Linked DNA regions of Mus musculus: region 1 is linked to region 2. A link is a contact called in public Hi-C data. All regions are on one chromosome and are shown on one strand. Each heading gives the region's core, a stretch centred on a gene start, on an enhancer-like site or on the middle of the called end of the contact. The rest is flanking DNA. Distances are from core to core; before and after follow the strand shown. Region 1 overlaps Arhgef7 (Rho guanine nucleotide exchange factor (GEF7)). Region 2 overlaps Col4a2 (collagen, type IV, alpha 2).

Region 1 (5,386 bases), core at 2,242-4,741, 330 kb after region 2:
GGAGAGAAGGTTTGGAGGTCGATAGCCCTGACTGCTCTTGCAGAGGACCTGGATTTCATTTCCGGCACCCACATCAGGCAGCTCACAAACACCTCAAACTCTGGTTCCAAGGGCCTTTGTCCTCTGAAGGCACCTATACACGTGGGGTGTATATAAACTTATGTACATACACATATATAAAAACAAACACATCCTTTTAAACAGGAAGCAGTCAGCCAGCTAGACTCCCAAGATTCCATCCCATCATTTATGGGCATTCACTAAGCCAGAGCCGCAAAGACAGATGACAAAATACAACTGCTCAACACGAGCTGTTCAGTTTGACCTATGACTCTTGTCAGTTTTTCTGTCACAAGAGTGGCTTCCATGGAGGAGTGGAGTGTCTTACTCTGGCCAGACGGTTGGGTATCAGAGTGGGATACCTGCCCATTTCCAAGTTGCTCTCACCCGGCAGTTCCTACTCCACAGCCTGTTTATGTAGCATGTCTGGGGGTAATGCTGTTCCAGGTCACATGATTTGTCTCCAAGTATTTTCTTATCCACTTTTGGTATTGGCATGCCTTTGGGATGCTTGCCACCTCTCTCCTGGGCTGGACATGCCAGTGGGAACCAGGTCCCGGGGGATGCGGGCTAATGTAAGCGTAGCCTGGGCCATCTTCCAGTGTGACATGTCTCCGCTGGTTTCTGAATTATGGTGGGAGTGGAGGCTGTATGTGTCCGTCTGCCATTGTGCATTACAGTCTGACCAGTTTAATCCAATCAGAAAATATTTAGTCTTCCTGGTGGCTGTGGCGTTGTGTCTGGGAGCTGGTGTTTGGGATACCCTGGGAACAAAAAAAGCAAAAGAAAAATAAACATTATTAAAGGCTTATATTTTTTTCCCAATAAGCTTTCTTACTAAGCCATGTGTCTTTGAGAAGGACTTTATTTGGTAGTTAGCAGCAAACCTTGGCGACTTTTGCTCACTGCCTCCGTTGCTGTCCAGTGGATTGAGGAGAACTGTCTGGGGAGTCCCACTCACACGTGTTTACTCTGTACACTCCATACCATGCTGCAGAGTAAGCATAGAGTGTTTTGGAGGAGTGGGACCCTGCTTCAGCCTAGCTGGATCTTCCGGCTGGCTGCTGTGGTGTAATAAAGGTCTGCTCTGATAGGATCCGTACACAAGGTGCTGTGCACTAGGGAAGGCATGTTGTCCTGAGGGGAAGGTTGGCAGACTGGGGGATAGTTATTGTCCTCCCCTTAGTTTACTTAATAATGAGGTACAGTAAGTGCACAGTTACAAGAAGCCTTCTGCCATTGCCATCCTTGAGAGCATCTGCTGTTGCCACTGCTTGTGGGGACTGCATGTTTTCTGGGCACTTATACCCGATTTTAGTTTACAAGTGAGTATTGTCCATACTGTACTCCATATTTCTGGTCAGTTATATAAGGAAAGCTAGTGGCTTGAGGGGGAGGGCAGGACCTTGTTGTGTACTCCAGTCTGATTTTGTTGTTGTTGTTGTTGTTTTGTTTTGTTTTTTTTTTTCCGAGACAGGGTTTCTCTGTATAGCCCTGGCTGTCCTGGAACTGACTCTGTAGACCAGGCTGGCCTCGAACTCAGAAATCCACCTGCCTCTGCCTCCCAAGTGCTGGGATTAAAGGCATGCATCACCACCACCTGGCTTCAGTCTGATCTTAAACTAAATATCCTTCTGCCTCTACCTCCTGAGTGTGGCCATTTCAGGCCTGCATCACACAGCACTACTTTTTATGTGTTGTGTGGTGGTGGTCTGTCTTGGGGAAGCATCATAGTTTTTACTGATTTTTTGTTTTTTGTTTTTTGTTATCTGTTTCCAGCTGCCTATGGGAAGCTCTTCAGGCTAAGGTCTCTGTAGAGCACAGATTCACAAATTACATTAAATAGATGAGGCTGAAAGAGCCCATTTGTGAGTTGAGAGATAAGTCTGTACCCAAGAGACCATTACTCCCCATTGGCCTATAAAGGACTCTGTGTTTGGTGTGTGTGTGTGTGTGTGTGTGTGTGTGTGCGTGCAGGGCTCCTAGAGTAAGCCTGAAATAGACTCCAGAGCTGCTGTCATTGAGAGAGGACTTCCAGTAGAAGCTTGGCTTCAAAAACAACAACAACAACAACAACAACAACAACAACAACCAAAACAAAAAAAAACCCCAAAACAAAAAACAAACCATTATGTGAGTGTTTAACAAACTGGGCTCCTTGGATGGGGGTCCCTGAGTCCTGGTGTTCATTGATTCCTGGGTACCAGTGTAATGTCACTAAGTGTGGAGCTGGGGTGAGATGCTCACAGCTCTGTGACATAGTGTCAGTACACCATGTAGCCAGTACCTCCAGTGTCCAGAGGGAAGTGTTTCCCCATTTCCTGCCAGGACCGCAGACAGGCTGAAGCCTGTCAATGTCAGAGAATGGGCAGCTGAGAGACCATGTCTCTGCAGACACAGCCGGCTGATGAAGCTCACAGCGTAGTTTGGGACAAGTCTTGGCATCTCTTTGAGTAAAATAAGGGCTCCCTGTGCTGCTCTTTGCAACCTTTCCTGGGGAAGGCTCCTGCACTTCAGCCCACATGGCCATGTTACCAGGTGCATGGGTGCTCGCTCAGCTTAGCTCTTTACTGTGAGGTGCCAGTGGGTTGGCCTTAGGGCTGATGTCTAACAGGGAGCTGAGGTATGTTCCAGTAGGTCCTGCCATGTCATGGATGGCACAGAGGGGCACAGGGCTCAGAACACATAGTGATCTTCCCCACTGGGTGGCAAGATTATTGTTGACAGAGTGGGACCTTTGTTCTGGAGTCAGGAGCTTGAGTGATTCTCCCTGTGGGAGAGAACTGGAATATTCCTTCCCCAACAGCTCACCCCATTTCATTCACTCACTCACTCATCCTGGGATCTTGACCTTAGCCTCTGACAGTTCTTATGTCCAAGCCTGGCTGGACATCACAATCAGGTGGCGTTTCCGGGAACCATGGTAGCTTTGTGCAGTGAGAACCCAGAGGACAGGGACTCTGGGCAATGGGTTCATGCTGCCACAGCATGAGCAGCTCTCTCCTTTGGACTTGGTTGCTCAGGCGGCAAATGCCCTCCATGCTCTCAGCCCTGCTGACCCACATGGCCTGCCTTCTCATACAGCTGGCCCACAGACTCCCTAAACGCTGTCCAGCTGTCTGTCCAAGACAGCTGCCTTCACTGGCACTTTGTTGAGACTGTTGGGGAGGGACTCACTGCCCCAGCCAGGAGCAGCTGGTGAAGAGTGGAGGAGAAACTGGACAGCTGTGAGGGTCCTGGACTCTGCTTTCAGCATTACTTGGTGACTAATTTTCATATCAGGCACATTTTGATCAATTATCAAGCATAAAGGGTATCTCTAGGGAAACCAGAAAGGTCTTTAGAAGATTTCTAGTCCTGATTATCTCCTGGTGAAAGCTTGCAAGTTAATATTGTAGAGAACCTTTCGCACCATTCCTGCGACATGACCTGGGCAGAGCAAGTGTCAGGCCACTGTTGCCTTTCTAGAGTACATGCAGAGCCCTCTGCTCGGTGGCCTCGCTAATCAGCAAGCAGCTGTGAACATTCTTACACCGGGATTTTGGTGGCTATGATTTCTCCTGGGCAAACAACAGCTGGGGCCTAGGGTAGAAACAAGTTTAACTGTGGAAGAAACTGCCTGTTTTTCTGGTCCACTCTCCCAAGTCAGGCTCAAGGTTGCGTTTCAGCCTCGCCGACCCTGACATTGTGAACATTCTCCTTCTTCTCCCTCTGCTAGGCGTGCAGTGTTGGCTGGACTTTTAATGTGTTCTCATGTGTGTGTGCGCCCGTGAGTGAGTGGGAATGTATATGAGTGGACCCTGATGGTTGATGATGTTAGTTTTTCATTTGTTCATTGACTATGTGCAAACTGTCTTTAGAGAGGCATGAAGGACTCTCCCATGTTGTTTTGTCTTGTAATAATCCTAGACATGTTGTTTTTCACTACAGTCTCCGGTGCCCTTGACTATGTACATTTTAGAAAACACTATGGACTTCTGAAACCACAGGTGTTTCCCCTCTGCCCTGAGATGGTGTATTGCTGTGTTGCCTGGACTTAAATTTATCAGCTCAAGTGATAGACCTACCCCTCTCTCAAGTAGCTGGAACTGAACTTCTATTCTAAATGGTGTGATCTGCTGTGAACTTGAGGCCCAGTAAATATTGCTGGATTAACTTATTATCCACTTGATCCAACAACTCAGTTAGGCTACTGGCCTTAAACTGGAGATAAGGAAATAGACCTAGAGGGGTCAAGTGACTCCCCTAGTGACATGTTTGTTATAGCGCTAGAGCTCTTCACTCGTAATGTTGACCCCTTAGTTTTCCAAACAGCGATGTTCATTGGAGTTCTAGTTACATGTACCCATGTACCAGACTTCAGAGAGTTATGTGGGCCAGGACGTCTTAAGGTAACCCATGGAAAGAGCCTCAACTAGTGTGTCCACAAAAAGGAGCCTGTAGTCATAAGGACACATAGCCAGTTTGGCTGTCCCTGCTCCTCTTCATAACATTCCTCTCCTACGTCACACAAAAAGGCAGACTGTCACCCATTTCTTGTCTTCCTCAGATGTACTGCAAAAAGATGAAATTCTTTTCTTGTCACTTAAAGGACAATCACAAACATGCTTTATAAAAAAGAAAACAAAAATGAAATGAAACACCCAGGGTGTTAAGACTTCAGTGACCCTAATGGCAGAGACTCTGTGACTCTGGGTTCAGTGACCCCAGTGGCAGGGACTCTGTGACTTTGGGTTCAGTGACCCCAATAGCAGGGACTCTGTGACTCTGGGTTTTCTAATTCCTTGCTTTCATAGACATTATAGGAGGCTCTAGTGAAGCTATTAACATTTAAAATCTCTGAATGGGTAATAGGCCACATCTGGAGTTTGGCTTTTGTCACTCATTAGGTGTCAAAGAATAAGTCCCATTACAAAGCTCCCATTCCCACATGCTCGTCTTTATGGATGGCCACTCAGCACACACATGGAGAGAACAGTCAGGAAGAGTTGGTGGTGGACAACACTTCATTCTAGCAAAGTGGTAAAATCCACAGATGAAAACCAATCTGGGTCTGCCACCAAGTCTGAGACCTGAGTTTGATTCCTGGGACCCACATGGGTGAGAGAAGAGAACTGACTGCTACACTTTTCCTTTGGACTCCACACACACCATGGCACGCATGCCCCACACAGGTATGTGTAATTTAAAAACCACATTTCTCACTAATATGTAAATCCTCAAGGTGTTTTGCTTTTTATAGTTAACAATTATCAAAATCAATGTATGCTGCTTCCATTATTTTATATACTCATCATACAAGAAAAGAAAATAACAATTAGCCTGT
Region 2 (5,635 bases), core at 2,299-4,798:
TCTTCTTCCTTAACTCACAGCTCCTCTGCTCTGCTTCGGCAATCTGGGTCAACTTCTCTGTCACTGCAAAGCCAATGTCACAGGAGATAGCTATTGATGCAAGAAAGGATCGCTGCATAAAGGAATGGTGGCCACTGACAGGGGGCACAGGAGACCCAGAGAGTCTGTATATATGGCAGATGAGGAGGAAGGTTTGGCCAGCCTGCTGTCCCACAGCACCTGACTTAGCCAGGGTGATGCCCCATAGCATCTGGGATGGTCCCTGAGTCAGCCAGGGTAGCATTTTCAGGTTGTGATGGTCCATGCCATCCTTAATATCAAGAACGCTTATCTACTGAGTGGTATGTGTGCCATAGCTTTGAGCTGGTCATCCACAAAGCCCGGTCTCTTCAGCTATAGCATTCAGTTACACATTAGATGTTGAAAAATTCCTCATGGGAACATTTCATCTGCTGGAAAGACTGGCTTTTGAGGCACTGAAAGGAAATATGAGGTCATTTTCTCTTTCCGGAGTAACATCGACCCACTTCTTTCCAAAATGATTTCAACTCCCTGACATCACCTCCAGCAGCAATCTCTCCTCAAGTCGTTCTTTCAGGGGGCAGGGCAACCTATTTGCTCATGGGTAGTGTTGGGGTTTAGTTAAACTTCAAGTTCAGAGGCTGTTTTAATTGCTTTGGGAAAATCCTTCTCTGCACCATCTCCAGAGGGAAAGTTGTTAGTATCATCTCTTCCATAGAAAGAAATTCTTCTGTAACACAGACGCATAGGAAGCCAGTCACTTTGCTTCTGCTCATATCCCACAGTAACATTTTAACTTAACATGAGCCTACTTGCCCAGTTCTCTTTCTTTTGGAAGATAGCACATTCGTTTGAAAAGTAAGTGTTGATATTTTCTTGGATGATGCATCTGAGCAAAGCTATCTTTAATGTTTTCTATTATGCTAAAGGTAATTTTTATGATTTATATTTGTTAATATTGACAGGAAAATATTTATCGATGACATGTGTACCATAAAAATGTCTATGAGCCTGTCCTTCCTGTGTGTAGTGTCTGTAGGGTTTTCCCCACATGCGTCAAAAACATAAACGATACCATGAATGAGGACATTGTCTCTGTCACTCTATCCTATCACAAGCATCCAATATCTTCATGGATGAATTTTGCTCACTAAGTGGTTTACAGCTTCAATGACATAAATAAACTAACAGAAGCAAATAGATCTAGACAGCAACCTGTAGTAGATTACCAGCTGATAAGGGGATGTATGCAGAAAAGGGACTCATGTAAGAAGTTTATCAACTAAAAATGTTAGGACATCCAGTTTAAGCCCTTCTTGCATTGTTTCCTCTTTGAGACACATTGTTGTTTTCTCTGTGCGATACATTGTTACCAAATCAACTGCTCCTACAGCAAACTCTTAAGTGAAAACTAGCCAACCAACGGCCTTTTGAAGTATGCTCATAGTTCGGATCCACCCTGAAATTAGTACTGGAAACCAGGAGTCCTACCTTGCTCAGCCTTTCTCAGATCTGAAACGTTTGGAGTCTTCTCTCAGAAACTGCCTTTGGTCCTATTTTGTGTGCTGCGGTTGCTGGAAGCCAGAATGCTTAGTCATTCAGAGAATCGGAGCGAACATTGATGCCAGCTGTCTTTCGGGGTGAAAGGCTCTGCTGGCGCCATTTCTAGTACAGCTGACTGAATCAGCTATTGGCTTCTTCGTGGAAGTCATGCTGAGATCTCCCACGTCCCAAAAAATGTATTTAAAATTATGAATGAATTACGTAGAAGAAAACAACCCAGGGGAGAGACAGAGGTCGAATCTACACGGCTCAACTGTGCCTTCATAAAGGCCTTACTAACTCCCAAGAAAGACATCTCTCTTTGTCCTTGGTGCAGGTTTTAAATGGCAATTTTGTCCTTGGTGACAGGTCTCTAGTTTTAAGTGTTCATAGAGTCCAGGTGATAATCCTTCTATTTACGGTCTGCTTTTCTCTCTGTCTGTCAGGAGGGCTTGACAGTTTAGGCTAGAGCCCAACCCAAACCTAAGCATCTCCTGGAGGGGTTCCACGGGCACATAGGCAGTGCCTGTGCGGAAAGGCTTTCCTCGGCTCCATAGTACCTGTCCACTATTCCTATCTCTGGATACTTTGTAGGACTTCTCAGTGGCCCCCTCTCCCTCTCCCTCTCCCTCTCCCTCTCCTTCTCCCTCTCCTTCTCCCTCTCTAACTGCTTCTCTCTCTCCCTCCCTCCCCCACCTCTCTCTCTTTGTCTCTCTCTGCCTGTCTCTGTCTCTCTGTCTCTCTCCTCTCCTCTCTTCCCCTCTCCTCTCCTCTCCTCCCCTCCCCTCCCCTTCCCTTCCCTCCCCTCTCCTTTCCTCTCCTCTCCTCCCCTCCTTTCTCCTCTCCTCTCTTCCCCTCTTCTCTCCTCTCCTCTCCAGTGGGAACGCAGCCCTGTGAAAACATCACCATTCCTCCTCTGTACTCTGAGCTACAGCCATGAAACTTCTCACTAGAATCAGCAGCACTGGGTCTCAAGAATGCCCAGAGCGGAGCTGCAGATCTCCACGCTGTCACTCTCCTCTTTGACCCACACATTCCCTGGTACCACTATTCCTCCATAGCGTCTGTACTTGAGCCAGGAGTCTCTGGGCACCTCACTCTCCACACTGGACTCACAGTGTGTGGTGCAGTCTCTCTCCTTAAAACACTTCAGGACTCCCGTTGCCCTTAGGAATAAAAGCCCAAGAGGGTCTTCTCCCCTCCTCCATGACAACACTCCTCCGTGTACCCTTTACACACTCCCTGGTCATGGCTCCATACTGTTAAGGGGCCATTTGGTCCCTCCGTTCCATTTCTGGAGAGCCCTTCAGCTCCCCGCCTGGCCAGCTCCCTCTGTCAGCCACAGTCCATGCCACTTCCTCAGAAGACCCCCCTGGACACCACCCATTCTAAATCAGCTGCTCCCAGCTTCCCTCTCACGGTGCTAGCTAGAATCTGAAACTTCACATTTGTTTGCTGAGCGTGTTAGCTGTGTCCCTGCATCTCAGCTGTCAGCTCGAGGCAGGCCAGCTTCCCAGTGCCAACACAGCTCCTGGCCTGCTGCCTGGCGTGGCTCAGGAGCTGGCTTGTGGTGGATGAATGAGTGAGTGAGAGACTGTGTTAGATGTGAGGCCAGATCAGATTACACAGAACAATGCCCGCTGGTCTCTTCTACAAATCTCTGCTTCCCTAGGCGCTCCCAAACCATCCCATGCCTTTGAAGTCACTGCCTCCTTATCCTTTCCTGTGTAGCCACAAGCACCTACCTTGTCCTGGGGTATTCGATGGAGCTATGACCACTACTAGATTTAGCAGCAATAAGGCTTGGTGGCTCATACCTGTCATCCTGACACCTGGGAGGCTGAGACCAGAGAGTCACCATAAGTTTGGGGCCAGCCTGGGCTACAGAGTAAGACAATGAGAAGCAAAGGAGTCCAGAGGTACTCAGCTACCCTGCAGCACAGCCAATCTCGCCTGGATACGCAGCCTTGGATCCACCACCAGATGGCAGTCTTCCCAAAGGCCTCTAAGAATTGTGAGGTCTTAGTGGAGTCTCATCTGGTCAATTGATATACATATGTGCAATTATTGGGGCACTGTAGTGACTAATAACTCTGACCTTTAGTGAAAAAAAAAGTGAACCTAGAAGAGGAATATTGGGGCCAAGGTCATTTAGTGAGGTCAACCATGCCCAGTACCAATTAGGAGAATTCCAGTTAGTTTCCAGGACCCCCATGTTTGCAGGTTTACATGTGTGTTCATGTGTGCAGGAGAAAGGAGAAATGGGGAGGTCTGAGAAGAGATGGGCATGCACTCCAGAAAGGGGACAGAGGGAGAGCTGAGTTTATCTTAATCCCACACCAACCCCCCCACCCCCCCACACACACACCTTGGGGGACATTCTCTGAGGCTGAGCAGAGATGCGCGGCCATCAGCAACATGGCTGAAAAGTCAAATTCTTCGTTTGGACTGAACGTTCCTCAAAAGCAAAGACATTGGTCTCGATACATTGGTAGAAAAGCTAAATTTGCAGGCTCTGGTCTCTGTTCCATCCTGAGGGACCATGGCCACATGGCTGTCCAAGCTTCTGTCTTGGAGGTGCTGGTGTGGGTCTGGAGATGCAAGGAGCTGGGGTAGACTTGGCTGAGAGGCTGCACTGGACCTGACTGATCTGGCCGACTCTCACAAATGCTTTTGTCCTGTGTGTTTTTCCGTAGGCTTCCTGTTTGGCCTGAAAGGATCAGAAGGGAGAGTGGGCTACCCGGGACCTTCAGGTTTCCCAGGAACACGAGGGCAGAAAGGATGGAAAGGTGAGGACTGCAGGGTGGGAAGGTCAGGATGGTGACCCCAACCTAGCCCCCATGTCACCTCCTCTTGCAAGTTGACCCCGCCCCCACCCTTCATTCACTTCTCTGAGGGTAAAGGATGGGCAGTCTGATCTGAAATCTGAAATGCTACAGAATCTGAAACTCTCTGAGAACCAATATGCCAATATGGCACAGCAAGTGGGGAATCCCACAGCTGGCATCACTCGCTGGGCCGCAGCCAAAGTGGCCACACCAAAACTTGTGGGTAAAGTTAACTTCGGGCTGTGTACAAGTCCTATGAAACACCTTATGTCTGGATGAGGACTACCCGTGACCTCAGCACGTATATGCAGCATAAAAGGCACTCTAAAGCCAGGCGTGGCAGCGCACGCCTTTAATCACAGCACTCAGTGTCTTCTCCCACCAGCCCCTCCACCTGTCCTCTACCCCTGCTAGTCCAAGCCCAGCTTAACGCATGCAACCCTGTCCTAATCACGACAGGTGAAGCTGGAGACTGCCAATGTGGCCAGGTCATCGGGGGTCTTCCGGGACTGCCAGGACCCAAAGGTTTTCCCGGTGTCAATGGGGAGCTCGGAAAGAAAGGCGACCAAGGAGACCCAGGCCTGCACGGTATCCCTGGGTTCCCAGGATTCAAGGTGAGAGAAGAGCGCCCCCTGCTGGCTAGGGTTACCTTGCAGCTGCCAGGTGCCGGTGCCTGAGGCGAGCCAAACATCGTTCACACACACTATCGGCTTTTTTTTTTTCCTAAGATGTGCTTTTGAAAACTTTAACCTGTTGGACTGAGATAGCGCAAGCCACTATGTAAGTTAGACATAAAGTTATCACTGGACCCAGAGGTTCCATTCCAGGCTGCAGAAAGGGACTGCAGCCCTGGGCCTTCTCAAGTATATGCACTGTGTGTGGAATGGCATTATACATAAGAGCCATTTTGTTTTATAGAAACATCCAAAATGCCCACTGTCTGATAGGTAGGAGAGAGAAAAAGTGCATGCCCACACTAAGGTATGCCGTCCTTCACAGGTGGAGCACTGGGCACACTGCTGTGTAGAGACACAGGTGCGCGTGCACATATGCACAGCCTCACCATGTCTCCCAAGCCAGCCTTCAACCCCTGGCAATGCTCCCATTTCTGCCTCCCTTACTCTGGGATGGCAGTGTGTGGCACCACAGCTGAATGTCCCTATCACTTAAGAATGACACTGTTTCATCTTAGTGCCTGTGATACTATGTTACGTCTTAGTGCAGGAGACCGTGCCAGTGTGATC

The links. A called contact is a pair of places that touch in the nucleus more often than the background predicts.
Region 1: a Hi-C map of myocytes shows a contact between it and region 2, with 2.1 times the contacts expected there. The contact joins two enhancer-like sites. A contact is called at or near these places in 2 of 39 promoter capture datasets (3T3-L1-derived adipocytes and liver), 1 of 484 Hi-C or Micro-C datasets (myocytes), 3 of 115 datasets of contacts at active chromatin or transcription factors (large pre-B cells, microglia and stem cell-derived neural progenitor cells) and 1 of 9 other capture datasets (embryonic stem cells).

Annotation. Positions count from the first base shown.
Region 1 is chr8:11,750,155-11,755,540 of GRCm38.p6, forward strand. The region is part of intron 1 of Arhgef7 (Rho guanine nucleotide exchange factor (GEF7)); the gene reads left to right. Among named protein-coding and RNA genes, the nearest start is that of Arhgef7, 25 kb to the left of the region's middle. Within about 2 kb of position 3,492, at least 8 of the 459 cell types and tissues checked have an H3K27ac peak or open chromatin away from gene starts, as enhancers often do. A contact at or near this core is called in myocytes, where this site is marked.
Region 2 is chr8:11,416,318-11,421,952 of GRCm38.p6, forward strand. Col4a2 (collagen, type IV, alpha 2) reads left to right here. Exons shown (of 48, transcript NM_009932.4): 21 at 4,260-4,352; 22 at 4,851-5,005. Among named protein-coding and RNA genes, the nearest start is that of E230013L22Rik, 59 kb to the right of the region's middle. Within about 2 kb of position 3,549, at least 83 of the 459 cell types and tissues checked have an H3K27ac peak or open chromatin away from gene starts, as enhancers often do. A contact at or near this core is called in myocytes, where this site is marked.